2 separate regions of the Mus musculus genome follow, and region 1 is linked to region 2. Evidence: chromatin contacts called from public Hi-C data. All regions are on one chromosome and are shown on one strand. The core of a region is the stretch at or near the end of the contact, and the rest is flanking DNA. Distances in the headings are between cores, read along the strand shown.

Evidence for each region. Hi-C and Micro-C count contacts between places; a contact is called where the count stands out from the background.
Region 1: a contact with region 2 is called in a Hi-C map of cortical neurons, with 2.5 times the contacts expected there. The contact joins the promoter of Txk here to the enhancer-like site in region 2. A contact is called at or near these places in 14 of 39 promoter capture datasets (the 3T3-L1 cell line, the C10 cell line, the HPC-7 cell line and 9 more), 7 of 484 Hi-C or Micro-C datasets (cerebral cortex, cortical neurons, embryonic stem cells and 2 more), 2 of 115 datasets of contacts at active chromatin or transcription factors (astrocytes and large pre-B cells) and 1 of 9 other capture datasets (embryonic stem cells).

What each region holds. Positions count from the first base shown.
Region 1 is chr5:72,751,371-72,755,020 of GRCm38.p6, forward strand. Txk (TXK tyrosine kinase) reads right to left here and starts at 1,407. Exons shown (of 15, transcript NM_001122754.2): 1 at 1,309-1,407. The coding sequence starts at 1,324.
Region 2 is chr5:72,331,589-72,335,302 of GRCm38.p6, forward strand. Corin (corin, serine peptidase) reads right to left here. Exons shown (of 22, transcript NM_016869.3): 14 at 1,080-1,193. Among named protein-coding and RNA genes, the nearest start is that of Gm23712, 85 kb to the right of the region's middle. Within about 2 kb of position 1,518, at least 3 of the 459 cell types and tissues checked have an H3K27ac peak or open chromatin away from gene starts, as enhancers often do. A contact at or near this core is called in cortical neurons, where this site is marked.

The sequences.
Region 1 (3,650 bases), core at 157-2,656, 420 kb after region 2:
CTTGTCAATGGCGAATACTCATTATTTCACGCAGAAGAAAATGGAGTGGTTTAGCTATGGCTCATGGCAGAAGGACACAGACAGACAGACAGACAGACAGACACTGGATGGTACAGGGACATTGCATTAAAACCATTCCTCCCCCCCCAGGCCACGGGGAAATCTAAGACCCCATAGATAAGTAGTCTCCCACTTCATCCCTAGACAGCCTCTGCATCTACTTGCCTTACACGTAGCTGAGCCTTTCCTGTCATAACACATGGCCTTCCTTCCCCTGGTTCTGATCTCATGAGAAACAATCAAAGCCTTTAAAAGTCCATATTCTGCATCTGCTCAACATTATTCTGCCCTTGGGGAGGTGGGGACTCGTGACAATTCTTTGTATCTTTTTCTGTCTTGAGCTGCTTGGCCTATTTCTGATAACAAGAAACCTTTTTGTTGCTGTTGCTGTTGTTGTTGTTATTGTCTTGTTTTGTTCTTAGTGAATCAAACTGTAAATCATATTCAGGAAGGCACAACAAAAATAGCATTTGATTATTTTTATAAATCCTACCAATGTCTGGAGGTCCTAATAACGTGCTGTGGCTTAAAGAGATATGTAAAATTCGGTCAGTTTTTTCCTACTGCCAGCTAAAAATAAATCAGAATTCTGGCCTAATCTAGAATGACTAAGTTCTACTGATGTTTGATTCCCAGGGCATCTAGAATTAAAATCAGAGATCGTCTTTTTTTTTTCCTTTCCTAAACCCCTATACATAATTAGCCTCTCTTGAGTCTTAACTGTGGAGTGCTTCCAAAAATCGTCTTGAAGTCTTTCAAAGCAACTCTCAGATTAGTTGATGTGCTTGCCAGCTTTGCCCACTGTTTACTTGTGACGGCTATAGGAGGAGGCAGAAAGGGAGCGCTCACACTGTAGACTTGTTCATCCAACCGAGGTGCCAATGGGAACCTGTCAAAGCTGAGGCTAAACCAGAAAAGTCTGATCTCTTCACCCTCAACTCTGAGTTCATTATCATTCAAAAAACAAACATATCCCATCACACTGACCGAATTTCCACACATGCTAAGTACACAACTTTTTTTTTTTTTGCTATTGTCATCTGTATTCTCAATTCTCAAGTATATAATTTTATCAAGAGGCAGTGGACATTTAACTAAGCCACAAAATCCTGTCACTACATCTGAAGAAATCATCTTTAGGATTTCACAAATTCCTTGTTTTAGCAAAACCCACTCCTAGGGGTCACCAGTAGGCAACACACCCATAAACACGCTGTGACATTAAATGGTAAAGCCCATCTTACTCACAAGAGGACAGGATCATGGCGACCCTGCTTGCTGGCCATACACAGAAGCCTTGGTTCTTCAGCTCTGTTCCACTCACGGTAACACATCTTTCAACTGAAAGCATAGTTGTTGGCCTGTGACGTTTCTCACAGGCAAAGTTTACCCCACCTAATTTCCTGTTCTGAAAACCTCAAGAGTGTGTGAATGACAACCCAGTGGCCTACATAAGAAACTTCAGAGCTCTGTATCCAGATCTGAAGTGTTAGCACTTCCTTATACCTACGCTGTGGGTGTGTCTAGAAAACACTTTGAAGAAATCACAGAATTTCGGTAAAAGGGGCCTTCATAGTAGTCAACTTAAACTGTCTTCCCTGTGCTGATACTGGAATAAAGGACCATACAAGAAGAAATTTTACTTACTGGAGGGCTCATAGTGGTACAGGGAAAATCGACTTCTAGGATCATGAATATCCAAACTAGGATGTTTGGCCCTCTGATTTAGGACTGACTCTAAAGACTTGGTTTGGGATTAGGGGAGAATCTAAAGATCTGTTTTAAAAACTGGCTGAAGCTAGGTGTGGTGGCAAAAGTCTTTAATCCCAGCACTCTGGGAGGCAGAGGCGAGTGAGTTCAAGGCCAGCCTGGTCTACATAGAGTTCCAGGACAGCCAGGGTTACATAGAGAAACCTTGACAGACAGAGAGAAAGACAGAGACAGAGAGACAGACAGAGATACAGACAGAGACAGGAGAGGCAGAGAGACAGACAGACAGACAGACAGAGACAGAGAGACAGAAAGACAGGGACAGAGAAAAGAAAAGATTTAGCCTCAGCTTTGACAGGTTCCCATTGGCACCTCGGTTGGATGAACAAGTCTACAGCGTGAGCGCTCCCTTTCATTTGTTCTGTTTTCCCATAGGAAGCATTTGTATGGGCTATGGAAATGGCTCAGTGAGCAAAGTGTTTGACACTGAAGTATAAGGACCCAAGTTCAGAGCCAGAAAAGTTACATAATTGACAAGAGAGCACGGTCTCCCACCAGTAAACCAAGTGCTTGGGAGATGGAGACAAGAGATCCTGAGGGCAAACTGGCTAGCTAGACCAGCCAAATCAGCCAGCTCTGAGTTCAATGAGAGATTCTACCTCACTACACAAGGTGGAAAGCAATCGAAGAAAACACACAGCATCAACTCTAGCCCCCATATGCACACAGGCACATATGCACACATACACACATGTATCCTGCCCCCTGAGACCTACATGTGATAAGAAAGAGTATTTCAAATTGTTCACACAGGAACTCAACCTTCTTGTAACTTTCCTGAGCACACCCTGGTTCCTTTCACAGCTCATCCAGATAAAAGGAGAAGATAGGTGGGGCCTATCTTAGCAATAATAGTAAGGCATGCCTGCATATCACCAGCTGCTTGAAGGAGTTGATTAAAAAGTGTGTATGGTTTTGTGATGTGGGGAGTTGGAAGGAATATGGCACATTATGATGAGAATATTTCATTTTTTTATCCATTATAAAAGGAATGAGCTTAGCCTTCGGCCCAACCTTCAATATGGCGGCACAGACTCTTAACCAAATCGGTGGTTCTCCATGGTCAGAGGGAAGTCAGCAGCCAGCTCCAGTCTGTGTGCTCACCACATGCTCCAGGGTGGGAGGGATTACAGGGGCTACTGATATGGGAAGGGGGAGCTCTCAAATACCAAGAACAGTGTGTTGGATAGGAAATGGTTTCTACTGATGGGAACATGTGGGGCAACGGGCTACGCAGAGACAGCCTGGTCTCCAATCGAGCTTAGGTCTTGAACCTTGGTGGGACCCAGAGGGTGGTAATTTCCACCTACATGGGACAGAAGACGTTTCATCATGTCTCCTGGACCCCTGACTCCTGTCAAAGTTACAGCCCCCACAGGAGAGGCACATGCTATCAGTCTCGTAGGAACAGCACCAAGCCTTTCCACATGCAAATAAGGTTTCCCCCAAACTCTCAGTCCAAGCCAATGAGAGGTACCCGCTGTCGAACCCTGAATCACCCCCAGTACTGTATATAAATCCATTCAGGGAATTAAAGGTACGTGAGAACTACTTCTTCCTCTGAGTCTTTTGTTCCAAAAGCTGTATGTAACACTTGGGAAGAGATCTTCTCTCCCGAAGAGCCACCTGAGGTCCCGCCCCACTCCTCACTGGATAGTCGGCTTCTCATTGGCTCAGCCCCACTCCACTCAGTTCAGATTGGCTTGGAGTTACTGAGCGACCTGGAAGGCACAGCAGAGACTTCGTCTCCCTGCCTGCACTCACTTCCCTACACTGGAACCCTCGTACCAGGCCTGGACAGGGATCTCTGTGGAAAACCT
Region 2 (3,714 bases), core at 268-2,767:
AAGGCCGCTCACCCACCCTGAGGTCAGGCTGAAAGGAAAGGGTCACAGACAAGATGATGTATTTCTCTACTCCACTGTAGCCTTGTGAATTCATTCTGCCATGACTTTTACTGTAGTAATATAAGACATGTACAATATACACAATAAATGTATTCACTTTTTTGTTGAGCTTTCTGTTAATTGTAAGTTAAATGCCTAAAGATATTTTAAACTAGTACTACAGATGATGGCTGTATATCATCTAGACGTAAAAGATTTCAAAAGCACACAAAACTTAAAACCACCACCACAGGCAAGGGCAAACTTTTCATGATCTTCCGGTGTTTTTCTTAGCATATGTATATTTATTTCTAAAACTCAGGACAACGCTGCCCATACTACTGTGTATCTCCTGTTCTTCAAGTGCTGTCTTTGAGATAAGTGTCCTTTGAGGCCATTTCTTAGAGGCTTAGTCTCAAGCCTGCAATATTATTGGAAAGCTGAAGAACTGCTTTTTTAAAAAGGGAGATGCGAGGGACATCGTGCAGCCAGTGAAGACATGATCTTGAAGGACATGGTGGGACTGCAGCCTCTTCTTTTTCTTTCCTAATACACAGCCTTGAAGTTAATATGCTTCTCTGCTGTTTCCTCTCCTCTAAATCATGGACTGAAACATCCCAAACTCTAAGCAAAATAAACCCAACTTCTTACATTGATTCTCCTTGGGTAGCCTGTTAACTAATGGGAAACCAACTAACACATCAACTAAAGATACATAACGAACCCAGATCAAATAACTCAGGAGTGTGAGTTTAATGTTGACATTGTGTTTCATCTTATGGTTAAATTTTATGTCTTACATTTTGGATACTAGCATGAGGTCTTTTAATGTTTTCATGTTGTTAGAATATTATTTGTATGTATTTAAAAAACATTAGTCTTCTTGGAATATATATCTTTGTAGACATAAGTATGGTCAAAAGAACTAAACAAACTAAAAGCTTTTCATGTGTATTTCCAACTTTCTAGCTTATATTTAAAGTGAAGCAATGTGTACTTGAAATACACAACACTGTTAGCAAGTTCATAAAGGCGCTTACAGCAGTTTTTTTCATCCATACTGTCTGGACAATCTGGAAACCCATCGCAGATTAATGTATGCTTCAGACATTGCTTATTAAATGGACATTCCCAAAGAGCTCTCTCTTTACAACCTGGAAACAGAAGAAAAAGCTATTAGATGCAGAGTTGAAATTGATGGTGAAATATAATTGAATAAGGTTAAAAAAAATTTTAGCATAAAGGCCTGGTTTCTTCTCAAAGACTGTGGATGTCTGTGGTGACTATGAATCGTGTGATTCTGAAAGTAGGAGCTCACGGCAGTCTCCATTCTGCTCTGTGAACAGAACAGCATGCCTAACCAAAGATCCAAATCAACACACGGGAAATGAAAAAACGTGAAAAAGCAGCTATGTGTTAGCATCCTTCCTGAGTTGTTCCTTTTGCTTTCTGAGTCTGCGTGCCAACATGCACGGCTCATCTATAAAGCGAGTCATGCTTTTAAGCACATATGCCAAAACCTAGAGATGTAAATTCGTGCGTGCAATCTTAAAATGTAATTTCAGCCTACAAACAGAGACCATCTGTGTTTCACGAAAGAGGCCCCTCCCATGTTAAGTACTTACAAAACTCATTTTTAGGAGCCAGGTGCAAAATTCATTACTTTCCTGGGCCAGAGATCTAAGGTTGGAAACCTCATCAATTACTATGGAAAATTGAAACGGTTTGGAAAAGATAAGGATTGTGGGTTTACAACTTGAACTTCAATTTCCCTTCAAGGAGCAAGCACTTTAGGCTACATCTCCTACATATCATTTGGTTAAGTGTAATGTGTTTGAATGTCTTCTAAGATATGCCAAGATTCTACTGTAACTAGATGACTCAGGAGAACCAGGGTCCTGACTGTCCTGTGAGGGTAGGAAAGAAAAGATTTCATAGCTTTGAACTTTTATGTGTTTTAGGTTTTGAAATGGTTTCACCTGTAGTCTAGGCTGTCCTCGACCTCAAGACCTGCCTATCTGATTATCGTAAACTGCTCCATTGACTTTTCTGATGTCAGTAATTTCTCTGAGAACAGTGGTTAGCTCAGTCTAGACACTGAATCCATAGTTAATTTAAATGCAACTTCACTTCATCTAAGGAACAACAAACTCTGGTTCTCAAAAATAAATAAATAAGTAAAAATAAACGTTAAGATTATCTAAATCTCAAAGTAGTGACCAAATAAGGATACTCTTAAAAGCTATGTCTCATCAGACCTATCATAAAGAATTAGGAGAGCTCTCATAGATGATTAACTCAGGATTCTTGGAATTCACTGGGGAAAAAAATCTCATTGTTAAAAATGGTTATTCAAAACAAGGATCAAAATTCTTTACCAGAATAGAAATTTTACTGAGCTAAAATTAAGTTTGGAGTGTTTTATCACCCAAACATGGGAAAGATAAATGATAAGAGACCTGCACAGGCCATTCACCTGGAGTGGCCTTAGGTCCAGACAGATATTCAATGAATGATAGATATTCAATGAATGATAGATATTCAATGAATGAGTTCACTGAATGGGATTCAGGGTTTCCAGCTGGCAGAGGCTGCCAACCCTAACTGCAATGTTATGATATGATGTCTTTCAAAAGGAACCCTGAACTCTGCCCAATAGCCTAAGCTCGTTCCATCAGAAAGCAGTGCAAACACAGAAAGTGTTACCGATTGATGTTGTTGTTGTTGTTGATGGTGGTGGTGGTGTTGTTGTTGTTGTTGTTGTTGGTGGTGGTGGTGGTGGTGGTGGTGGTGGTGGTGGTGGTAGTGATGGTGGTAGAAAAACCACTACATCAGTGGGAGATGAGAGAAAGAAGCTTGATACAAAGAGACCTTTGAAATGAATGAAGAGTTTGTACACTTAGAAGGGACTAATAAAAAAAAAAACAAGCAGAGGGACAGATCACCGGGCACAAGGCCTTCTGCAGTGTGTACTCATACCAACAACATTACCACAACAATGGCATTCATTATTTACTGTGTATGCACTCTCCAACCTTGGGTATTCTATGACATTTGTGTTTCCTTTACGTATACTTTTTGTTAGAAAAGTCTGTACAAGCAAACATCTCTTGGAGATAAAGGTGGTAAGAACAGAGGAAGTAAAGTGAGAGGAGGTCATGGCATTTGTCATACGGAAGGCAGTATTATTTGTGAAAAAGCCACTTTGTCTATAAAGCGACATTTTTGATATAAGTGGGTCTTCAAATAAATATAGATGAGATAGGATACTTCACACAGCTGTAGCTTATGAGACCAAATAGCAGTGGTTGTTAGAACAACAATCGCCCAGCTCAGGAAAAACCAGCAAGACATGCCAAAGGAGGGCAGTGCTAGGTGAGGTATCAAGTCCTGATCTGCCCAGAACTTTGCTAGCTCAAGCACCAAATGCTAAGCTAAAACTGACAGGTCCTCTAAATGTAGAGTCTGGACGCCAAACCTAAGTCTCCACACAGCATCCTACCATTCCGAGAAGCCCATCCAATATTTAATCTAAGACGGTGATACATGAATCAAGCAGCCAAGGGCCAAAGGGAGGGATCACTCTTCTCCTTTAGTGGGAGTCTGTTCAGAGATCAGAAATCAAGCCCACAGATTCACCCCAAAAGCACAGTTTAGGGGTACGCTCCGTGGACA